2 separate regions of the Capsicum annuum genome follow, and region 1 is linked to region 2. Evidence: chromatin contacts called from public Hi-C data. All regions are on one chromosome and are shown on one strand. Each heading gives the region's core, a stretch centred on a gene start, on an enhancer-like site or on the middle of the called end of the contact. The rest is flanking DNA. Distances are from core to core; before and after follow the strand shown.

Region 1 (4,981 bases), core at 2,177-4,676, 56 kb after region 2:
ATTATAAAATATGAATAAACAAAACATATTAACTGCTTGTAATATTTTTTCAAGGAACCAAATCTTACAAGATAATTATGTATAACTTACTCATATAAATAACAAAATTCGACGTATATAAAAGTCTATATATTTAATCATATGATTAAGATTTGCTACATTAAGTAGAAAATATGAGATTAAAATTAATACATAAGACTTGACACTTGTTGTATAAAATAGAAAATAATTGTTGAAAAAAATAAAAGATTATCTAATCATTACATATTACATCACATGTGGGTTGCATTTAATAACCCGCATTGTATTCCCTTACTAAGCCGCCATAAATATCATTTGCTTTCATTTTCTCCTTCTCTTTTATTTGTCAACTTGTTTTTTAAAGTTAAACTAAATTAATATTTTAAATTCAAATTTTATAGAACCATCTTTCATATTAATTTAAATTATTTGACTTTGAGAACACGATAAAACATACTTATGTAGATATTTTATTGAACTCTGCTTTTGTATATTCTCCTTCCATTTAAACGTGGAGTCGTTTGTTAGAGTGTATAAAAATAATGTTGATAGAATGTACTCCCTCCGTTTCATTTTATCCGTCTCAAATTTTCTAATCTGGTGTCTCATTTTACTTGTCATTTTTTACTTATCAAGACAAGACATTTTTTTTTTTTTGGCATGTTTTACCCTTTGCATTAATTACTTTTTCTTTAAATTAAAATATAAACATCATTTAATAGGGGTATTATGGTAAACTAGCCATGTTATTTTTTTTAATAGATGTGTCATCCCAATTTGGGACAGGTAAAATGGGACGGAGGGAGTATTAATAATGTTTGTATTAATAATATTGGTATTATTTATGCTTATATTATTTCTTATACACTGTTTGATGTACTGTATTAGAACTTGTATTTTCAATTTTGATATATTTAAACAAAAGTTTTTAAAAAAAGATGGATTGCATATACATCGTAAGATTCATCTGGGATTGAGAGTCAACCAAATATTTATATCGTTTAAATTTTTAAATTATTAATTATTGTGATTTATAGTATATTTTAAAAATATATAGTAAATCAAATTATTTTTAGATATTTCAAGTTTTTAATTATTGTAATCTATAATATTTTTTATGTAATTTTTAAAAAATATATACTACTTTCCTTGTCTAAAGTTTTGTGTCATTGATAGTTATATGTTTGATATGAAATTAAATAAGGAATAAAATTTATTTAATTGCATCAATTATAATTAATTTTTACAATAAATTATCATCCTACTAATCAATTTACTTAAATATATTTGAAACAATTTTATACATAAAAAAGATAAATAAGATTTAAAAATAAATAGAAGATAGAAGACCCACATGTGTGGAAATATATGCAAATGTGTTATGACATTATGGTAAATTCTTACATGACATTACTTGTAATTAAAGAGAAAAAAATGGGCTTTTATTCAAACTTTTGATGAGGTTTCAAAATCAAAGGACAAAAAATAATTAAATTGAGCTTATAATTTATTTTAATGACTTTAATACCTTTAAATATGAATTTAAAGACAAAAACTACCATGTTAAAACCACCTCTTCTATAATATAGAAACATAATAAAATAAATATAAAATAAAAGAAGTGTTTGACAAAGTAAATTTGAGAAGAAATCAGCGATTCATGGTAGGGATTTGAAACTTTATTCAATAATTAATAATACATATACAATTAAAACTAGATCATTGCTATAGTTACTTCCTTTTTTTTTTAATCCATTATGTTAAAATAGATATTAATTTTAAAATTTTTATAACATTTATCACTTAATTATTAATTATTTTTTTGATAACCATGGAGTCCGGCTAACTTGCACACACTTCAATTAAATCCACAAGATATCTGTTACCTCCCATTAGATGGGAAAAAAAATCTAGTGATTGTCTCTGAGAATTAAACCTGAGAACTCATGATATTCATCCCAACTTTATTGAATTATTAGGCCACACTTTTGGCTGCTAAATTTATTATATTTAAATAATGATACAATAAAATTATCAATTATTCATTGTTATAAAAAATATAAGCTAAATTAATACTGAACAAGTATAAATAGACAAAAGGAATATATCACTAGACCTACCAAACTTAAACCAAGCCAAAATTTAAGGATCGTTTGATTGGGAATGAGTTATTTCGAAATAATTAATTTTAAAATTAGTTATTCCAAGATTAGTTATCCACCATATATATGGGATAACTTATTTCATTACTAAGATATAAATGATGGAATAAATAATCCATTGACTAACTAATACCTCAACTAAACATGAGATAAAATAATCATACATTTTATTCTGGGACTAATATAAATTATATTTCACACTAAATGACCCCTTAGTATCTATTTGGACAAAAGAAGCAGGGATAGAGACGGATCTAAAATTTTAAATTTGTGGGTTTCTTAAGCAAAATAATTTTTTTTAAAAAAATGTCATTGATGGGGTTAAAAAGCACAACCAAGAGGGCAATAAGACTCCAACAAGTACCTTTCTTGCCATTAGATCAATCACACACTTTATTGTGGATTTTGAACTTATAATTTTTATATATTTACTAGATTTCTTAATATAAATACAAGATTCACACAAAAAGTTACTAGATTTTCAAAAATTCCACCCAACGCTCTAAATCCGCCCTAAAAAGAGGTCTCTTCTAACATTATTTTATGGAGATATTGTTCGCCTACAACTGTTTTGCTATTTTTTATTGTCTTTTATACCTACTTTTTAACTTTTTTTCGGATTGATTTTTATCTTGAGCTGAGTCTATTGAAAACAGTCTACTCAACCTCATAGATAGTAATATCAACAACATATACTTTATTCTCCCAAACTTCATTGTGTGGGAATACATTGTGTGTATTTTGTTGTTGCTGTAAATTCTTTTGAAATTAAAAAAATTCAAAACATTTGTTGCATTAACTTATTTATAAGAATTCAAAAACAACTTAAATTTATATTTATATTCAAAATACAAATCTAATTTTCATCTTTAAAATATTTTTTAATTTTTTTCATTAAAGTAAAATAATTTTTATGATTAAAAATTATTATTTTTATTAGAATGAAATAATTTTTTGAAAAAATATAATTTTTTTTATGACCATAGCCTACAAAATTAAAAAAACAAATTCAAATTTATATTCAAATACTATATCAATTTCAATTTCAGCTCCATTTTTAATTTTAAAAAATTATTATTTTAATAATCAAATTTACCCTTAATCATGTCAAAATGTAAACGTACCAAAACAAAAAATAGAAAGAATAAAAAGTTATTATTATTAGTATTTTTTTTAAAAAAGGAAGTGAAAAAGGGACTTACCTTTTTACAAATACAACACTAAGCAACAAATGTTAATAATGGCATTGTTCACTGTCCACGACCTTTCTTCTTCAAAACCTCTGACACTCTCCCCCTTTTTCACTTCCCTTCTTCAACCCTTTGGGCCCATCATAAACCCCTTTTCCTTTTTTTTTTTTTTTTTTTTTGTTTAAGACAAATCTAAATTTGCATTTTAGACCGGGAAAACAAAAATCACGCATAACAAAGCAATGAAGTAGAATTAGTACAAGAATTTCAAACATGAATAACACTTCTTTTTTTTTCTTCTCTATATCTTTGTTTACTGAAACTTCTGACAAAATTCACAAATCTCCATAAACATCACTCATCTCAATACATAATGTTTCTTGAATTGGGCATGTAAAAACAAATAATTTTCGAGCTTACTGATTATTATTATTATTATTAGAGTAAAAACAAACAATTTTGTCTACAAACTTCCATAGATCAGAGATTCGATTGATTTTGTTGCCCCCGCAAATTCGTATGGGCGGTCAAGATTCAACCCCCTCAATTTCAAAGGTCAGATTTTTATCCCCTCCTAAACCCCTCCTACCTTTCTTTTACTACTACTTTTTACTTTTTACTAGTACTAATACTTGCCAAATTTAAAGTCATTGTTTTCCCTTTTCACTTGGGATTTGGGATTTTTTGCATTCTTTTCACAATGCAATTTTGCAAACAGGTAAAGAGATGACCGGAGGCGGTGGAAAAGTTACAGTTATTAAAGGGGCTATATGGCTTGAGGACTGTTTGGTTATTCTTGATTTTGTTTTTGTTGTTGTTGTTGAGATGGGTTGTAATGAGTCTAAATCGGTGGATACAGAACTTGTAATTCGTTGTAAAGAGAGGAAAGAACTGATAAAGGCTGCTGCTAATTACCGTTATGCACTTGCTGCTGCTCATGTTTCCTATTTTCATTCACTTAAGGATGTTGGCGAAGCACTTAGGAAGTTTGTTGATGAAGAGCTTATTGTTGGTTCTTCATCTTCTTCCCTTTCTACGCCTTCTTCTCCTTCTTTAGTATTGCCTGGTGAAAGGAAAATTGCTGGTGGAACTCATCATAAGCATAAGTCTTCTGGATCTTCCATATCTGTTTCGTCTTCTAGTTCTATTTCGCGTTTCCATGATGAAGATGAACCTGTCCACGGCCACCTGCATTTGTCATCAGATTCATCTGAAGAGGATGATCAGGAGCATCTACATATGCCCCAAAAGGGTCATAGGAATGTACATAAACATGATGAGCCTTCGACTTCAAGGGGTCGTGGGAATGCTCATCAAGATTACGAGGGTGGAAGAGGTCATGGCAATGTACATGAAGACTATGAAGGTAGAAGGGGTCATGGGAATGCAAATCAACATTACGAGGGGATTCATATGGTTGAAGGTGGTGAACAATCAATTTCACCATATCCACAACCAGGTTGGTGGCCGGGGCCGAGGCCTGGGGGATTGCCATATGGGATGATGATGAATAATGAAGCTCCGCCACCACAAGGATTTTGGGATCCATTTTATGGAATGAATCCACAATTTCAAGCTCCTTGGACAGGAGGACAACAATATGGTGGA
Region 2 (5,321 bases), core at 2,474-4,973:
CTTATTTTCTCTCAAAAGCTTGGTCAAACACCTCTTTTTAAATAATAAGCACTTTTATAGAAAAATAAGCTTGACCAAATAGGCTATTAGTCATTCTGACAAAAGAACGACATATAAGCACTTCTAAGCAAACACATTAACTTATTAACAGTTTTAACATTTTTATCCAGACATATAAACTTCTTATTAACAATTTCAACATTTCTATCCAAATTTATAGCTATTTAATAAGATCAGTTATCTACCAAAAAAAAACAAAAATAAGATCAGTTTAAGTGCTTATCAATTATTTACAATCAGCTAGGGGCTCTTCATAACTGGGATCTGTATGATTAAGACTAAGGTCTTGAGTGCAAAAATATAAGGCCTTAGTTTATTTATTGTCTAGGTTTAGGTCTTTGTGTGTCCTCGTTTTGTTGATAATTCCCAAAAAACCGTATGTAATTGGGTAAGAATAAATGGCTTGGGAAGAAGGATTGGAATATTCTTATCCAAACTGGTCTTTTGATTTTCTTATTTTCCTTTTCTTAATAACTAAAAATGCTATTTTCAACGAAACAATCTCTGTCCCTCAAAGTTAGGGGTAATGTCTGCGTACATCCTAGCCTCCCAAAGCCCACTTGTTGGATCCTAGCCTCTCGGAGCCCACTTGTAGGATTACATTAGACATCTTTTTTTCTTTCTGAGACCTTTTTTAAACCCCTCCCTTGGAGCTCCCACCTCTTTGCTTCCTTGATGACTCGACTCACAACTTCAAGGCTGGAAGTGAGGGGTGCTTACCATCTGTGCAACTCCCTCTTGTTGGATATCTGGTTGGAATAATTAAAATGTTAGCTAAGTATTTCCAGACTGAAAAATATATTATAATAGTAGGATTTTTTTTTTCCCTCTTACAAATGAAAACAAAAGTTACATCTAAAAAATGCAAGTATCTTTGAAAGTTACCGGTTTAAAACAAAAGGCAACTATTTTTTTGGTTTACAATTTTCTCAAATAAAGCCAACTAAAAAATGAAATTAAAGTTAAAAGTACCCTAGAAAGTATTTGAACACTAAAAAAGGGTAAAATTCAGGTTCGGTAAAAAATTAGTTCACACGACTCTGTCAAAATTAGTAACATCAGTAGTGACCCTAGGCTTTGATCTATGAGCTATGCTAAACATACTATTGGATGATGCTCTTATGCAGAAAATTATATTTCCTATAGTAGAATAGCAAAAAAAAATGTACATAGAATTAATTATAGGAGTATTTTTCACGAGAAATAACTGAATTTGAAATAAACTATCATCAAATAAGAAGATAAGAAAGCAGCCATACAATTCGTTGATGTATATGTTCCGTGCTATTTGAGCAAAGAGCATTGAGGTATGCAACAATGTCAAAAATTTCAAAAATTAATCATACCTAGATTTTGCAGAACGGATGTTGTCTTAATATTTTAGTTTGCTTTCTTTGAGATTCTGTAAACAAGAAATCAAATGCTGGAACGTGTATGCTCTATATTGATCTATGTAGCTCGGACTCTTCAAAAATGTCATTGGGTGGGTGTTGAATCCTTCAAAAGTAATGCATTTTTGGAGGATCCGACACGGTTGCGGCAGCATTTTTGGAAAGTCGGAGCAAATTAGCTATTGATTTCCTCGTGAAAATGATGTACCTGTGATGTCCTATCTTTCACTAATTATTGCTGCTGGGTTTTGCCTTCCTCCCTCTAATTCAACTGGTGTGATCTTCAAGAATGCGTTTTGTGATTACTAAATTGCAGAGCTTAGAAATATTGCGCATGAGCTCGAGAATCTCATTGTTCAATGTTGATTTCATCTTTAAGCACCTCCTTTTTGTCATTCTCATTCATTGGAATTTCTTTTTTGCTGGCAACAATTCAGTCTTTGGTTCTTGTTGGTTTATTTGTACAATTTAGGCACAAGTTAACTTGATTTTGAAAATCAGACTTAAATTCTTGCATAGTAGTATTCTAACACCAATGACAGTGATGTTGCTGCATTGTGTTTAACTTCTATATTTTTCTCATGTGTCTCTTTTTGACTTGATGTATTTCTCTACGCCATGGTGCTTTTGCTTCTTCAGAGATCCTGAAGGAAATCAGATATTCATGTTTTTTCCTATGTGCAATTACCAATAATGAAAGCTGATTTCTGCGACATTAACGAGTTTGTTGCCTGAACTGTTCTATTTCGCATTGCAGAAAGATGGACCAGGAGCTCCAGGAGGGCAATCATGGACCGTGCAGTGGCTGAAATTTGACAATTCCTACTTTAAGGTGCTTTCTGATGATGATAATTTGTATAGAAAGTCTGAAGAAACAACATGACTTAATTTTGTCCTCGTTCTTCACCTAAAATTATTGGTATAGGATATTAAGGAGAGACGAGACAACGATCTGCTAGTTTTGCCAACGGATGCTGTTCTTTTTGAAGATCCTTCATTTAAGGTGGAGTAGCATACCACAACTTCATGAATCTGTCTTTACAACCTAAATTTGTTTCTATTGACAATATAAGTGCTTGCAGGAATATGCAGAGAAGTATGCTGTAGATCAAGACTCATTTTTCAAAGATTATGCAGAAGCACATGCTAGCCTGAGCAACCTTGGGGCTAAATTTGACCCTCCTCAGGTACGTTTGCAGTATTTTCCCATGTATACTTTCTGTTTGAGCTGTACATCCAACCCACTCTTTGACTTACAATAAAATAGATATCTCAAATGATTCCCTTTTAAATGAACTAAAATTGTTGGCTCTTGTGACTATTTGGGCTTTTTATGCATCCTTCTCCTGCTGTCTGTCTTCCATGTGCTTGTGCTCTAAAAGCTTATTTTGTGGTGGTAAGATACAGGCTTTACTTAAGCAGACATCCCCAGACCGTATACTTATCCAGCTCGCTTTTGAATATTATTTTAGTTAGCAAGTTATTGAAAGATGCTAATGTGTTTGGAATTTGCTTTTGTAGGGTTTCTCCATTTAAAATAGTTTCATCCGAGGTTAACCAGAGAAGTTTGTGGCTGCCTGCCAGTAAGGTTCATCTTGAATAGCTTATTACTTGGTCATTTATTTGATATTAGTCAATAATATCATCCACTTTTGCATTTTAATCTCTCAAGACACCAACATATACTATAAGGTTAACCATTCCTCCTCTTGGTTGCTGCAGGACTAAGTACAACTTATCATCTCTACTTCTGCCGATACTTTAAATTTAGACAAGATCAAGCCAATAATCAAAACTTGAAAGCCTAGTGGACAGAAATAAATTCAACAGCCTTCCCTATTTGATTGCAGAGAGAGCTTATGTATGCTACGAGCCAAAATATTCCAACAGAATATGAAGGTTTAGAGGGTAGGCCAGATAAGCCTCTTCTGACAAACTTTTTCTAAATATCATGATTCTAGCTGGTGTTGGCACATTTGACATCTCAGCTTGGGAGTTGAGGTATTTTTGACCGATATGATAGGAAATATGCAGTGCGTTTTCAGTTCACATTCTTGATTTATGAAAATCTTGCAATCAGTGATGATATTGTTTGGTTATGTATGTGCTACTTGAATTAAACGCGTTGAAATTCACTTAAATATGGACTGGAATGGCTGTGATTTTCTACTTTAAACCTTTGCTGCTGCTTCTGTGGCTTTTATGGTCATTTATTCTTGTCTTGTTCACTGTCCTATATATTGTCGTCAAATCTGGCATCTTTTTACGCGCCTGCTTGGATCTTCCTCGTTCCTAGTAAAACAACTGAATAAAACCCTCACTATCTACTCCTTCCATGCAACTGTAGAGACTCTTTTACTAAAGAGTTATGTTCCCTTTGCGTTTTCTTTTTTTCTTTTTTTGGTTTTAAAAAGTAGAATTTAAGAAGTCCAAAACGTTCTTAAATCACGCATTCTGTCTCTGAAGAAATGGATTTTACTGTTTATGGTAAAATGTGCATAGACCTGATGATTATTGTTCATTGTGGTAATAATAATACTGGACATGTCTTGATCCTTAATGATTACTCTTCATTAGGAACGACGCTAATCTTGCTAGAACAAGAAGAATATATATTACACTAACCAACTATGAAGTTTTCTCAATCATCAATACAATAATGACTAGTTGAGAAAGAAACAAATGTAATGTTATATCTTCTGTGGGGGAGCATTTCGAACTACGTACTAAACTGTTGAAATCCAGTATTAACAAGTCCAAACATGACGTACAAAAGCTCAATTGAAACCATTTTCCACTTCGGACCAAACATTAGATCATCATTTAATGGAAAAAAGTCCCCTTTAAGTTTTTTTTTTTAAAACCAGAATTAGAAGACTGGAAAGTTGCATTGTAAGAAAGAATGCCTCCTCACTAGGGCTAGGCATAAAATACTAAAACCCGAATTACCAAACCTAATTGAAAAATTTGGTAATTGGTATTCAGTAATTCGGTATTTAGTATGGTATTTGGGAGCAAAATTTCAATATTCGGTATTCGGGATTGGGTTTGGTGCAAGATATTAAAACCGTTTGATATTCGATAAATACCGAATATCGAATATATAGAGAGAGTCATCCCAATAGATAATAGTATTAGTCATCCCAAAGAATCTCTTGACCTTGGTTATATATTCGTAAAAAGCAACAAAAAGAATATTAAATATGGTTTCTATTAAATATACTCTTTGAAGTTTAAACGTACATTTACACATTTCCAACTTTAATATGGTATTACCAAATACCGTATCGAACCGAAGTTTAATTTATTGATTACTGAACTACCGAACCGATGTTTATAAGTATGATATGTGGTATCTATGTTCAAATACTGATTACCAAATTACCAAATTCGAACTTTGAAAATACCGAACTGAATATCGAACGTCCACCCCTACCAGGGAATCGCAGTGACCAGGCTGGAGCCTTTTGGATAAATTGCATAAATTCTCAAATATTCTTTATCATATTTACTTGTTCTCCCACTAACTTAAATTAATTACATAATGTTTCACAATAGCCTCAGATATGTTCATACATGTTATAACCATGCGGATACATACTGCAACACTCAGATACATGCGGATACATGATGCAACCCCCCCCCCCCCCCCCCTCAAATATATGTGAATGCATGTGACTAAACCCGAAAAAATGCAAGTATTTCAAATTGAACCATGTATTTGAATACTTTAATTGTGTATCCAGATGTCATACAATGTATTAATCTACAATGTATTCACGACTATACAATGTATTCGTATCATTTTCTAATATAATATTATGTAGTAACGAAAAATTATGAGAAAGGGAGTCATTAACTCCTATTATT

What was found. A called contact is a pair of places that touch in the nucleus more often than the background predicts.
Region 1: a contact with region 2 is called in a Hi-C map of leaf, with 2.2 times the contacts expected there. The contact joins the promoter of LOC107873000 here to the enhancer-like site in region 2. A contact is called at or near these places in 4 of 5 Hi-C or Micro-C datasets (bud, leaf and placenta).

What each region holds. Positions count from the first base shown.
Region 1 is chr6:173,526,611-173,531,591 of UCD10Xv1.1, forward strand. It overlaps LOC107873000 (nitrate regulatory gene2 protein), which reads left to right and starts at 3,427. Exons shown (of 4, transcript XM_047413548.1): 1 at 3,427-4,981. The coding sequence starts at 4,100.
Region 2 is chr6:173,470,473-173,475,793 of UCD10Xv1.1, forward strand. LOC107873001 (probable L-ascorbate peroxidase 6, chloroplastic/mitochondrial) reads left to right here. Exons shown (of 12, transcript XM_016719691.2): 8 at 2,209-2,283; 9 at 2,377-2,454; 10 at 2,534-2,638; 11 at 2,973-3,034; 12 at 3,174-3,627. The coding sequence ends at 2,987. Among protein-coding and RNA genes, the nearest start is that of LOC107873001, 11 kb to the left of the region's middle. Within about 2 kb of position 3,724, at least 5 of the 5 cell types and tissues checked have an H3K27ac peak or open chromatin away from gene starts, as enhancers often do. A contact at or near this core is called in bud and leaf, where this site is marked.